Linked DNA regions of Mus musculus: region 1 is linked to region 2. A link is a contact called in public HiChIP or PLAC-seq data. All regions are on one chromosome and are shown on one strand. Each heading gives the region's core, a stretch centred on a gene start, on an enhancer-like site or on the middle of the called end of the contact. The rest is flanking DNA. Distances are from core to core; before and after follow the strand shown. Region 1 holds the start of 4930405H06Rik (a long non-coding RNA gene). Region 2 overlaps Rasgef1b (RasGEF domain family, member 1B).

The links. HiChIP or PLAC-seq counts read pairs in DNA pulled down with a chosen protein or histone mark.
Region 1: a contact with region 2 is called in an H3K4me3 HiChIP or PLAC-seq map of stem cell-derived neural progenitor cells, with 15 read pairs. The contact joins the promoter of 4930405H06Rik here to the enhancer-like site in region 2. A contact is called at or near these places in 8 of 39 promoter capture datasets (the C10 cell line, the HPC-7 cell line, cranial neural crest and 5 more), 1 of 15 datasets of contacts at CTCF or cohesin (the NIH/3T3 cell line), 2 of 484 Hi-C or Micro-C datasets (bone marrow-derived macrophages and nephron progenitors), 8 of 115 datasets of contacts at active chromatin or transcription factors (bone marrow-derived macrophages, embryonic basal ganglia, embryonic forebrain and 4 more) and 1 of 9 other capture datasets (liver).

What each region holds. Positions count from the first base shown.
Region 1 is chr5:99,609,630-99,616,741 of GRCm38.p6, forward strand. 4930405H06Rik (a long non-coding RNA gene) reads left to right here and starts at 4,594. Exons shown (of 4, transcript XR_003955764.1): 1 at 4,594-7,112. All of the region lies in intron 1 of A930011G23Rik (RIKEN cDNA A930011G23 gene), which reads right to left.
Region 2 is chr5:99,221,081-99,228,192 of GRCm38.p6, forward strand. It overlaps Rasgef1b (RasGEF domain family, member 1B), which reads right to left. Exons shown (of 14, transcript NM_181318.4): 10 at 6,908-7,003; 11 at 1,860-1,955; 12 at 1,238-1,361; 13 at 281-353. Among named protein-coding and RNA genes, the nearest start is that of Rasgef1b, 28 kb to the right of the region's middle. Within about 2 kb of position 3,216, at least 76 of the 459 cell types and tissues checked have an H3K27ac peak or open chromatin away from gene starts, as enhancers often do. A contact at or near this core is called in the NIH/3T3 cell line and stem cell-derived neural progenitor cells, where this site is marked.

The sequences.
Region 1 (7,112 bases), core at 3,344-5,843, 390 kb after region 2:
TTAATAGATAAATCACTGAAAATGATATTTTACAGCTGAGCATTGTTGTCTTTTGTATTAAAAAAACTGATTAATAGATTCTAAAATATAAGCCTACACATAAGAAAAAAAATGTTTTCTTTATCCGAGTCTAAATGTTATGAGAAAAACTAAGGTTTCTTTTTTTGTTGTTTTGTTTTTTTGTTCTTAATCTCATTAATAAAATAAAATTTTAAGCAAGCTCGAGTACAATTTTACCAGTTTGAGAAAAAAAAAAAAAAAAAAAAAAACAGGGCAAGCAAATGTAAACAGTGAAGTTGTCCAGAAGGGGAGAGATGGGAAGGAGTAAGTAGCCATGTCTTTTGTAGTTAGGGTCCAAGAAAGCAGGTAGGTTCTACAGTGGAGGCCCAGAGGCCAGCAAGCTGATGCAAGGGGGAAAGATACGAGGGGACCCAGAGAAAGAGTGGGAAAGCTCAGAGGTGAGGGTAAAGATGCTTAGGCTATTGGCCAGGATCCAAAAGAAGAAAAAGAAAAGGTTGTGCTTTCCTGAGTTGGAGCCTCCACATCAGACAAGCCTATGGTAACACTGTGAGTGGCTACCTGCTGGCGCCAGAGAAGGCTAAAGGGATTAACTCCTTGAAGGGATAATTATTCCTCATCTCAATGGGTCTTTAGGTTAACGGGTTTTCCTGAAGAGTGCACTCCTACCCAGGTTATTGACAGGTCGGGCTGGGTTAACTCTAAAGGAAGCAGAAAATAAATCGGATGCCGTGTTCTGATACTTGGACCAATTCAGAATGTCACGTGTCTGCCCAGAGCCAAAGGTATTCTACTGTCTTGACCTGGGGATCTGCGGAGGAGCAAAGCTCCGTTTGAGGGGTGGGGTCCAAAGCTGACCGTGAGGGAGAGATTATGTAATGCCTTCTATGGCTTTTCCCCCACCCCCAACTTTAGGAACGTTATTTTCTTTCCACCTTTCCGCTTTGCGTAGGTATCTGCAGAGCAGCTCAGGGGCACTCAGTGGTGGCTCCAACAGGAGCTGTGTGAGCTGCTCCGTGGCCGGCTGGGCACTCCAATCTTCAATAGGAAACTGCTAGGTGGCTTACAAAGGACACCTGCTACCCCCAAAACCAGTCTGCCACCTCAGGCAAAATACCAGTGAACTCGGAAACTGGCGCTGGCGCGACCCATTTGGTTTGCCCTGAAATGCCTCCGTGGTCACAGCCTTCTCAGCGGCAGCCTGCTCTTCCGAACCTCCTCTGGGTCTCTGTAGAAGTAGAGATCAGGTGTGACCTCCCACTGGTACTCCTGACTCACACGCAGAGTACTTCCCGGATTGACATCTATGACATCAGATCCACTGAGTGAGCTCCCCTGTTGCAAGGGCAATGTCCACATAGTGCAGAGGAAAGTCTGCGGTACATGGAGCCATATTGAGCAGGTTGGTATAGAGGTCTCTCGGAGGTGCTGGTAGTCAGCCCTGGGATCAGTCACCACTAGAAGCCAATGGCTCCTTGAAATCTCCTTGGATCTGGAGGGACTCCAGTGGCAGCCCCAAACTTCAGCACAGCTCGCTCTGTGTGTTCCTGAAGGAGATGGCAACGCTAACGTCAGCAGAGTTCTCGATGGCAACAATAGAGCAAGCTATGAGCAGCAGCTTCTCCCAGGTCCTCTTCAGATTTATGATGTAGATACCATCACTTTTCCTTGTGTAGATGAACTGCTCCATCTGACAGTCAAGGTAGGTGCCACCCAAGTGGGTTCCTGCGGCAAGGAATTTGAGAACATCCTCCTTCATCTGCAGGATATCAAGGGCTCTGGACATGGTGTAAGTTTACCTTTAACTTACAGCAGGAATCAAGAACTATGCTGTATGTAGTTCCCTGGGCAGTGCGAGAAGCCCCTTCTATGGCTTCTAATCCCTGTGTAGCTAGGTAACATCCCCCATTTGACAGTTGAGACCCCCAAAGTCATTTAAGAGATGTGATGAATGACTATGGGGAACAGATATGACCATTCATAACATAAAAATCCAGAGATCGGTTGAGAGTGTGCACTGGAGTCCCAGCACAGTATGCACATAACTTCCAGGCAGGCCTGCTCACTTAGAAGAGATGCCCCTTCTGGCATTCCTGTCCACTAGCTAGGACAAGATCCTATTTTGAGGTCTCTATTATAAACTGCCCAACACGGAGAAACCTCCTGTCCGCCCCATAAAGGTAAGCTGTGTTCTTGTGTAAAGACATAGACCACTGGAGCAGATGATGTGAGGACCACACATCTTCTAGGCACACTGCCTCTCTCCCTCTCCGTCAACATTGTTGCAAACCCTGAAGCTGGCTCCAGAAGTTCCCTTTCCTCTTTCAGGCATATGCATCCGCTGGAAGGAAACTTGTTCCTGCTTTGGCCTTTCATCCTTCTCTCTCACACATCTCCCCACCTCTGCCCACACATCATCACCTACATTCACTTTGTATTCCAAGCAATGCCAACTCTTCTTTTAAAAGAAACTCTTCCTGTAGCTAAGACCTTGTCCCCTTAAGGGACAAGACAGAGAGAGTGATCTGGGGTGGCTGGGGCCTTTTAAAGGAAGCGTGCATCATCTCTAGGGAGCACAGTGGACATGAACCCTGGGTGGCGGCATAGGCTGCTCCTATGTCATCAAGGCAAGGGCAGCCTGGCGGAGTGCCAAATTTACACCATCTTTTTTTCTCCATGTCCCAGAAAAATATTCTTAACACATAGAATCTAAAGGAAAACACCCAATGAGCTACCAGTTAATATGTCCCTTTCTGGGTGATCTTCTGGGGCCTTGTGACAAAAGGTCTTTCAAAGAAGAGGCTGAGGAGATGGCTCAGTCAGAGAAGTGTCTGGCACGCAAGCATGAAGACCTGAGTTTGGACCCTCAACATTTACACAAAGATTAAGTGTAGACTCCATGCATGGATTCGGTAAGCAAAGACAAGCAGATCAGATCACTAGAGCTGCTTGGCCAACTGGTTGATGAACTCCAGGGTAAATGAGAGACCTTGTCTCCAGAAATAATACAAAGAGCAGTCAAGGAAGACACTCAACCCTGACCTCTAGTGTCTACATGCAAGCATGTGCACGCACAGATATGTGCACATACACCTGTGTATACACACACAACACACATACACGTGCACACACACACACCTTGTGGAACTAGAGAGATTTAGAGATAGGCAACATAGCATGGGCCTGAAGAAAGCATCCAGGATTCAGAGCAGAGAGAGAGCTGGAACTTGCTGTGAGTGATTCACCTTTATAAACATCTCTGAGCTCAGCACCAGCCTCCTTGCCTTTAAAGAGAGATTAATACCTCTTAATAATAATAATAATAATAATAATAATAATAATAATAATAATAAAGAGTTAAGGAGAAGAAAGATCTTTTTAAAAAGCTATTTTGTTGAAGGAATCTCTCTCTAGCGATTTAATGGGTCATAGAAATAGTTCATTTGTCTGAAGTAATCTGAGTGGGTAGGGAAGTGGGGGGGGAGGGTATGGGGGGCTTTTGGGATAGCATTGGAAATGTAATTGAGGAAAATATGTAATAAAAATATTTTTAAAAAATGACAAAGGAGGGATTAACCCTCAGAACAAAACAGCACACACCCTTCTAAATCCACGCTTCCCCAGAGCAAGGGAGTGAACTCTGAGACCTGCTGCACTTAACCCCGTGCCCTTTGCTCTGGCGACCTTGTTCTGAACAGCCGAAAAACCCTTCTTCCCTTTGGGATCAGGAGGGCAACGGCAGATTGTATGCTCCCAAGCCATGAACAATGTGGAGAAGTGTCTCCTGTCACCACGGTGCTCATTAACCGCCCTTATGAGGCAAGTCACCGGGAGAAAGTGCCTCTTCTAAGCTTCAGGACGGAAGCCAAGCCGCTTACAGAGATGCAGGAGAGCCGGACAGAGTCTCCCGCTGTTCCATCAGCCAGCTCCGGGCTTCCCTGGGAGCCAGTGCTCCCTCCGAGAGCTTTATTATTCTGTCAGTTGTGGCTCCCTCTGCTCTCATTAATGCATGTCCTGGGGTCCTCGCTTCAGAAGCTGAGGCAGCATTCTTCAAGACGGCGCTCCTAATTGATGGAGGAGGGCCGGGAGGTGCACATTCAAGCAGAAGCAAATGTTTACACAGTCCGTTCCTCTTCTCAGCAATGTTCACCAGACCCCCGGGGCACAGTTTCCAGGAATGTGTGGCTGCCTGTCTGCCCACACCCAGCCATCTGCATAGGCTCCGCATCCCTGCAGAATAGGTTAAAAGGAGCAGAGATCCCCAAGTCACACTGCCAGAAACTGAACCCTGAAGTGCACAGACTTGGGTAGGTCGCCTCACTTACTGATGCCCAAGCTGTAAAGTAGCCGGCACCTAGGATTGTTATAAAGAACACACGACCTGTGGTATGTAAAGCACTTGTCAGGCACCTTAGCTGACACAAAGTAACCATCGATGTCAATTACACCCACCGTACCTTCTGACCTCCTGTAATGCAGTTCCTGTTTGTATCTCCCCCACAACGCCACCATCTGTCAGAGAGCAGAATCATACTTTCCCTCCACACCAGCCACTACAGCTCCTGGTAGGGTTTCTGTTGATTTAGACGCCACTAGAATGCTGAGCCTTTCACCCCTGGTCACCCCTGCACTCGGGGCTCCTGTGCTGAAAGGCTGGGAGACACACAGTTATTCCCTATTGTAGTCTGAGCCTGATGTGATCAGAAGACATGATTTTGTTGTTGTTGTTGCTGCTGCTGCTGCTGCTGTTGTTGTTAAAAGGGAAGAAAGAAATCCCCACTGTACCAATGGGAGATGAAAAGCTCAGCAAGGTAATTTTCAGCCTTAATCAAGCGCACCCATTGTTTCCTTAACGTGAGATAGAGTGTCTTCCTAAGATCTGTGTGTCAGCTTTCAGCAGACAAGGGGAGAGAGAGAGAGAGAGAGAGAGAGAGAGAGAGAGAGAGACTGACTTTCCATATAGCAACTTACTCAGGCATACATGATAATGCCCCATTTTACAATTTAAAGTGACGATTGGCTTGGATTTTCAGTTTCTAGATAGCAGGTATTTCCAATCTCCCTGTTCTTGGAATACAAATCACTCCAGTATGAAGGGATCTGAGGGCCAGCCTCAGAAGATGGATAGAGGAATAGAGACGGAGGAGATGGTGTCCCAGAGAGGAGGAGGGACAGGAAAGTGTCTGTGAAGGAGGATGCTCATGAGAACTGAACTGGAGATGGCTGGTGCACCAAGGCAGTCTCCACAGCTGGAGTGCTGCTGGATCTGGCCATCCTCCCTTATCCCTGCAGGACACCGAGAGGGGACAGATGCACCGGAGGGAAGATGGAGGTGAGGCGTGCAAATGAAGACAGGGAGATGGAGTGAGCATCTGTAGACTGCATAGGAAGAGATTCCTGGCACTGGAAGGGGTTGTCTCCAGGGCAGTTGAACCAAGTGCAGGCAAGAGTACTATGAGCTCTGGTAAATTAGTCCCCGGTGAAGAGCAGCAGTAGACTGCTGCCTTCCATCGAAGGCCAACCCTGGAGAGTCCAATGAGCAGACAACCTTCCTTTCAGCTTTCTAAAGGGTTCTATCTTTAGATATGAATGGACAGCCAAGGATGCCTGGAGTTTTAGGAAAGCATGCAAGATTAAAGTAAGATGAGCAAAGAATTGAGAAGACAAAAGGAATCCATGCAATGAGACATAGTGCAGAAAGAAAAGAAGAAATTTTCCATGATGTCACAATCAGTTTCAGAAAGTCTGAAGTCTTACTCTCAGTCACTCCAGAGCCTCCTAGCCGGCCAACGAGCTGCGTGTAGCCACACATGGGACACGGACACCACTCCCTCTGGGGCCCAGGAAATATCTCAGAGCAGCAGAGTAGTAAAAGATAGGGAAGGAAGGAGGATTAGGGATATGTAACAAAAAAAGATATTTTCTGGATATGACACGGCTATTCTACTCATGAATCTAATGTAGCTCTGGTGACCAGCAAGACCCATACAAGCTTGGGCCCATCAAGACTTCGCCGTGGATCCCTGAGGGACTCTTAGCAGCTAATGGTTGTTGGAGGAGGATCTGTCCTTTTCTTCAGTGTTTTAGCTCGTGCTATAGTGAGCATCTTCTCTCCCATGCTCATGCAGGTGACTTAATTAAGTGTATCACACACATGGAGAGAAGACGTGAAAGCAGGAGGGAGACTAGGGAAAGGGGAAGAGTTTCAGCAGAGAAGAAGGGGAGACACGAGAAGCAATGGCAGGAGAAATGACAGAATGACAGAAATCCGTTAGGTACATGTATGAAACTGTCAAAAAAAATAAATAACTGCTCTCCTTAGCGTGCTTGGAAATTGGACACACTCGCGACACTGCTCTCCCCTCCTCGTGGAAAGGGACCACGGTGACCTCTTTACTAGAGGAGAAAAAGTTAGTTTAATAATAATGGATTTAAAATAACGTCTGTGAAAGACCAACATGGCAGTGCTAAGAATATAGATTGTAAAATAAGAGATTTCTCTTACTCTTAAATAGTGCTGAAGCCTCATATGAGCTCGGTGGGACACTGGGCACAAAGCCTGTGTGAACCAGGTCCAGAACACATAACTCCAACGCCAGCATGGAGAGCAGAGATGGGCATGGAGTGCCATCCTTGTCCTAGGAGCTATTGACAGTGCTAGCTCCAGGAAAAGAAAGGTCATTTTTCTCTAAGAAAGTAGCCCTGGTAAGTCAACCATGCTCCAGTGGAAGGCCACACATCTAAGGGTATTTGGGCAGCACAAACTGGCCTTAATTGGGGGAGAAAAAAAAAAGACAAGCTGGGGGGGGGGGCAATCTGGGAAGAGCAGAAGAGGGTGAATATGATCAAACATCTGCATTAAATTCTCATGATTTTTTTTAACTTAAATAATGCTAACACTTAAATACAGGAAACTGTAAAGGGCAGGCATGAGAAGCCACACAGAGCAACACGTCAAAGAGATGGAAAACAGGACAGAAAACTTGAGAAAATGAGGTTTTGCCTGACCAGCCAGAGTTCCAGAAAGAGGACAGAGAGAGCATTTGTTAGCATTTCTTCTAGGCTCTGCCCCACAGTTACCTGACAACAGCCAG
Region 2 (7,112 bases), core at 1,966-4,465:
CTCTTTAGACTGAACTGACAACAGAGTGGAATCACCCCTAGGAACTACTTCTAAACAGGTCCACAAGACGCTTTCCCTATTAACATTTTTCTCCCCTACCTCTGGTTCGTGGGTTAGAAGGGAAGTTGAAACACTTAAGAACCCTAAATAAAGTAGGCTTTTAGACTCTGCCAAACAGGTCGGTGGGGCCTTCCTACAACAAGGCACGCATATGGCTTTCCTGAGGTAAAGCCAATGTTTCCTATAAAGTAGCACAATTATAAGAAGCATTGAGACTCACCTTAAAGACTTCCATCTGTCCTTCTCTATATTATTTTCGGGTCCTTCACTCTCGTATGAAGCCAAGTAGAGCGCTACAATCAACCAAAGGAGACAAAGGGTTACGATTGAAGCCATCTCCTGATACCATTAACCCCAGTGCTGAAAAGGCCTACTCAGCTTTGAGCCTATGCTCCAGTACACCCTTCAGATACACTGAGTTATCCTGAAGAACACAGAGCAGCTCTCTGCTTCTGACTAGCCATGGGCAACCCCATGGCTCTGAGCTGAGAAGGCCCTTAATTAATAAAGAATATATGAGGCAAGAAGCTTTCAAAATGCAAACTGTACTGTCCCGCCGCACACTCAGATTTATATTCTCTCTGAAAGGAAGGGCCATGCCTCTTTCCTGGCACCCTCGGCTCACTAACAGAAATCACGTGTAGATTGTTTAAATCCAAAAGATCTTTGAGAGCTTTTACATCTCAAGGTTGTAAAAGTTGTTGTTAATCTTATTTACAGAGATGAAAACAATCAGCTGCCTACCCCCAAACAGGCAATATGAATTCAAGATGTCTGCCAGCCATTACTGCAGATAGCGTCAACAAGTATGTAATCTCCCTACTAAGTGTTCTATGGACTACTTAGGAATTGTCCTACACATAGCCAGGCATTTCCTCTTCTTCCATTGTCCAGTGTTCTAACAGGTCAACACTATCCACACCTTTTTCAAATACCTTTTAACAGCTTCCCAATAGCATGCTTATCATTTGGCAGGACAGGCATTAGGAAAGATGTCTAATGTCCTATGTTTGGCTGATTACAAAGTGAAAACATTTTAGGGGTAAACTATAAGACTGTCCATGCAGCAGATGGAAAAGGTTGGATCAGCTCAGAGGCCTGGCATCATTCACGAGAGGCAGCCAAGTACCGGCATTCATCTGGGGGCATCTGGGGCAGGTACAAGCCAAAGACTCACCATCTTCACTGAATACAGGCACGGAGAGCAGGTATTGTAAGACCTTCCGGTCCCGCTCGAACGGACACTCCACCTGTTTCCATGTCATAAATTCACTCACTTGTTTGGCCAGTTCCCAAAATTTCTGAAAGAGAATTAAAGGATTTTAAGGGTAATGGTCAAGAATTATTGGGTTGCGGGGCACAATTCCATTTGAAAAGCACCCAGTTTGGGAACTTCAGAGTCATCGTCTCGTCCTCATTTAATAAGCACTGTGTTTGCTAGCTAGGGAATGGAAGATCACTCACATTCTCACAAGCGACAGTGCCACCGGGTGGAATGGCAGCTGTGCTATTTGGTGCTCTCATTTTCTTATAGACAGCAGGCCAATAGCAAGTTTATTCTGAGCTGCAGAATCGGCCTTGCTGCTAGGCTGGGGCACTGAGAAACAACGCCCTCTGGCTTTTGTTTTTAAGTTTTTAGTTTTTGAGACAGACTTTCATTATGTCACACTGCTGCCCTGAAATTCACTATGTAGACCAGACTGGCCTCAAACTTGGGGTAATCCTCCTGCCTCTGCCTCCTGAGTGTGCCACCAAGCCTGATCCTTACTGATATTCACATCCTACTTCGTTCCACTCACCTCAAAGTTGACATGGCCATTTGGAAGACGGTTGACACAGCCCTCGTTGAGGAAATAAATGTCTTTGATTAAGAGACTGAAGAATGGTATCACAATCTAGAAAGAAAAAGATTCAGAGTTTGTCTGGGTAAATAAATAGTCTCTTGTCACAGATAGAAGGGATACATGAGCAACGTTAACGTGCATTGCATGAAAGGCCACGGTGAATTATGGTGAATTACGGTACACTGTTCCTGTATGCTCCACGCTACACACTTCACTGCCTTCCACGGCTTAGCCTAGGATACAAATGTCACCAACACCTAAGCACAGTAGGGACCAGCATTGTTGGCAAGTGGATGGGTCAATACTTTTTGTTCAGATTTTCCTATTTTCTTCAATGTTTACTTTAGGTGCTGAAATAGAAGCACCTAAAAGAACTCTATTCATTTAGGGACCCCTTAATTATAGTAGTCTTAAAGGCACATGACCCATCTTCTTCCTATGCTCTATATTACCCCATCATTAGACATCTATGCTTGTTTGTTTGTTTGTTTGGTTGGTTGGTTTTATATTTTCCTCCTGACGCCATTTCTCAAGATAATGTGACAGCTGAAGGTTTTAAGTAGTTGTTACCGTCTGTGACAGCTGAAGGTTTTAAGCAGTTGTTACCATCTCCTGTAGAAGAAACCTGGCTACATGAGAGAGCGAGTCTTCACATGCTGCCCTGGAAAAGCCCCTTAGAAGAACCTTGCACTGTCTGTTGCCAGACAGATGCACTACAAGTGAGGGGGAGATGGAAATGTGTGAATTAAAATTAAAGACTTCAAAAGCCAATACGCTTCTGTAATGATACCTTCTTGGCCAGGATTCTGTGGTTTGATGAGGCGGTACTTTCCTGACTATCCTAGAGTAGCAATCTTTACAAGTATCCTGTATCGGACCCCTCCCGTCTCAATCAGCGATCGAAGTTCTGATACAGCCACTTTTATTTACTTTTTTCTCAAATGTGATATATTTGAAAAAGTTCTGCACTGTAAATAATTCGTCCAACAGATTATTTGGGGAATTCTGAAAACACCAAGATCAGGTCTTAGAAGTCTTCTAAGCTCATGACTCACGAATGAGAAAACAAACTTTTTGGCTCACGCACAAAGGGCAAGTGCCAACTCTCTCCTAGAGAGAAATTCAGATCTTTTCCCTGAAGTCTTTTTCAAAAAGCCAAAACACCTTTGATTAGTTCTGTTTCATTGATCCTTGAGAATAATCAAACGTATCTTCTGCTCCACTAGCACTTGCTCTTGTCTGCAGAGCGCCTGAAGCAGCATTCGCAAAGACTGTATGCACTTCCTTCTCCCTCTCCTGGTCCCGGCTCGGCTCGCATCTACACTGACCCTTGCCTCTTTCAAAGAACACTCGTAGGGCAAGGGGCTGGGCTATGGACTCCATCACACATCAGTTTAAGAACTGGCTCGACAGCTGGCTGGTAATAAAAGCTAGGGGCTGGCAAAATGTAAGGATTTTGTTTGTGCTTTGTTTTGCTTTAAATGTATGTGTTGTTATTCTTGGTATGGCCTCGGAGACACATACCTTACATTTTTAAGTGGCTGGCACAGGGCATCGAAAGAATAATACTGCAGGGGACATGAAAAATGTGAAACAGAAGTGACAGTGGCCACAGAGTTTCACTGGAGCGTGGCTATGCTCACTGATCCAGACACAGGCTGGTCTGCTCTCTGCTACTACCCAGGTTGTGGATGCACTTGTAAGACAATAAACACACATCCTGGGACAGCCCCAGGGAAGTGGGGGCGCAATGAAAATCAAGACATGGTAGTTTACAGTGCAACGGCTTCTAAAGGAGAGGCTCTGTGCTGTCCCAGTCCCAGGGCTGGGCTATGGGCCTCATTTACTGTCTTGTAGACTTAAGCCTGTGTTCTTGCCATGGCCATTAAATCGTGGGAGGCAGAAGGATTCCTTCTGGGAGTTTTGTATTCAGTGTCCCTACAAGATGCTCGACTACTGAGTCATTCTTCCAGGAACACAGAAACACAGCCAGCCTAATGTGGGGCACTTGGCTGCTCTATTTCTCATGCTTATGACAAGAAGAGAATCTCAGACTTTAACCCCTTAATCGCTCCTGAGAGTGCCCATCAGTTTTACACAAGGAACTGAACGGTGCAGAATATAAGAACTCAAGGGTTTTGTGAGGTAAGTAAAGGGATTATGTCTTGTTTCTCTTAGGTCTTGCCACTATCATTAGTGGGAAAACTAAGTAGCAACATATACTATATATATAATATAGCCATATAAAAACTATGTGTATATATACATATATATTCTACAGCCATATATAAACTAATATGTATACATATATATTATATAACTATATATAAGCTATATTATATAGCCATATATTCTATAACCATATATATATATATATATACTATCATGTTGAATCATGTATTCCTCCTGGCTGGCCCTCAAAATCACTATGTAGTCAAGGATAACCTTAGACATCTCTAATCCTCCTGAGTGCTGGGATTTCGGGCATGTACTGCCTCATGTGGTTCTGTGGAAAGCTGGGGACTGAACTCCACTCTTTTTGTGCAACCTAGGCAAGGACTCCACCAACTGAGCTACAACACAAATTTCCCCTTTAAAAATATTCTGAACGCTGGGGCTGGACAAATGGCTCGGCAGTTAAGAGCACTGACTGCTCTTCCAGAGGTCCTGAGTTCAATTCCCAGCACCCACATGGTGACTCACAACCATCTGTAATGGGATCCGATGCCCTGTTCTGACATCCAGGCGTACATGCAGACAGAATAATATATATTCTGACTTCATTTTAGGCTTGATAATCCTAGCTACTAAAGGCCTGCCTGGGCTACGTGGTGAATTCTTCTTTAAAAACAAACCAGTGCAAACCGGTGAAATGGCAGCTGGGATATCTTAGAGATGAATGCTAGAGAGCTTGTCTGGTAGGTATAAAAGCTCCAGGATCAACCCCCAGTACTGTAAGCGTGAACTGCTGCTAATTCAGGATCAGCCTTCTTTCTTTAAGGCATCGTCAGTTCCACGTCTAGAAATCAATGCTAATGAGGAGGACCATGTTTGCAGAAACACAAATAGGATCGGGAAGGGACTGGAAACCAAGTAACCATGTGAGAGACGCATGGTTAAGAACAGAGTCTCCGAGTACCCACAGGGAGCAGACTATTTAGAAAGCACTTAAGGGCTCCTGCACGGAAGACAGATTTGATTTGCACCATAATAGGTACCTGGAAATGCACTGCTCTGACCACATAAACTTGAGATTCGGAAAGGATCAAAGACCATTATTTGAAAGGCACTGCCAGGGAGACTGTAAAATGGGCAGTTACTTTGGAATAAAGAAAGTACTCCCTCAGCTCGAAATGAGGAAAATAATCTCATTTTTTAAAATAACAGGAGAGGTCTGGCCAGACATGTTTTTATTTCTTATCTTTTGAGGCCAATTATGAGAAAGGAACGGTTAACTTCTTCAGATGGTTGTAATTACAGTTGTTCCATCAACTGCAGGCACAGCCTATAAATTTATATAGAACGCCCTCTTACAAATAAAGCAAGATGAAATGTCTAAGTGGCATAGGTGTAAATAATTGTTTGTTTTCCTTTCTGGGGACAGCTGTTAAAGTTGCACAAGTGACAGTGGCTTCTCTTGGTGGCTGCTGTCAGAGCCCTCTGACAGACAGGACTCCATACTGCCTCCCTCCCTCACCAAGGGCCATGTGGTGTCTGGTGTCCACCATAGGGAGATGTGGGGTGGTCTCACAGCTTCCCTGCACCCCCAGCTCAGGGTGTCGGGGTCCTCCCTCCATGATCACTAGGAAGCGTAACCCACTTCAGATTGGCTCTTTTCAGCAAAATATAAAAGCAAGCACACTGCCTCGCATCCATCCGGAGGTTTCCCCAGTTAAAAGTCAAAGTTAATGCATTTACAATGTTTCTCGGATGTCACCGGAGCCGGAAATTGTGTTGTGGTGGTAGAAATGTCAGATCTTTAAAAGGAGTTTTTGCCTTAGCTCATTAGTCCTGATGATTCTGTGGGGAAATGACTTAGAAGTCAGGGAATATTTTCCTCCCGTTTTTTTCAAGCTGGTTGAAAATACCATTTAACACGGGGGCAGAATTTAAAAGTTGATAGCCACCACTAAGAAATCAGCATTAGTGGTTGTAGAAATGGCTCAGCAGTGAAAAGGACTGTCTGCTCTTCCAGAGGGCCCCGGTTCAATTCCCAGCACCCACATGGCAGCTCACAACGGTCTATAACTCCTGTTCCAAGGATCTGACACCTCACACAGACATACACGCAGGCAAACCGCCAGTGCACGTAAAGTAAAAATGAATACCTCTTCAAAAGAAAAAAGGCAGCATTAACTGTTGTCATAACTGAACATTTACTTCTCAAACTCCGTGACAGACAATCTGTCCTTCCTCTGAGAGAAACTGAGACAGAAATGTTTCTCAGAGTCCAGAACTTGTGGTACAACGAGAGGGGGAAGAGAGGACAGGATCATTAATTTTTTTTAGATACTGCCCCTGTATTTTTTGAGCCACCTACATATCCAATTAGTCACAGCAGGCCTAATGCCATAGCAACTAACCTACTTTCTGAGAATAAACGGCTTGACTGTGGGAGGTAAGCTAATTCTTTTGAAAGAAAGGTTACATTAAGGGAACCACCTTATGCAGAACTTAAATGTCTTTTTCCCATTAAACCAAATTACTCTCTAATGCTATTAGTCACCTTATCACATGACTTAACTCACTGCCTGAAGTCCAACCAACACGCACTACAGAACACATCAGAAACGGAATAATACAAATCATATCATGTACAAATACACAGTGCTACCCCTCGCCAGTTCTCTTTGTCCATTGTCCAAGCTCCTCTTCCTCATGGCCTACTCCTCCCGAGGGATAAGGTAAGTGCGCGTCTCTTAGGTCTGAGCAGGTAAATGCAAGGCCGGGTAGTAGTTTACATCCGGACAAGTCTATAATAAGCAACGCTTCCCGCAGCTCACCTTCTCTCTGCTACTGTGAGCAGTCAGGGACCTTTGCGCTGCCCCTCGGAGAGCCGTTCTGTAGTTGTAGAAATTGCTGGATGGATCCATCTGATGCTGTGGAGAGAGAACATCATTAACCATTCAGCTCTCAACTTCCCAGATCATGCCGATGCATACAAAGTCACAGCAAGTCAGGGAATTCGTTAGAGGTATGATTTATCCA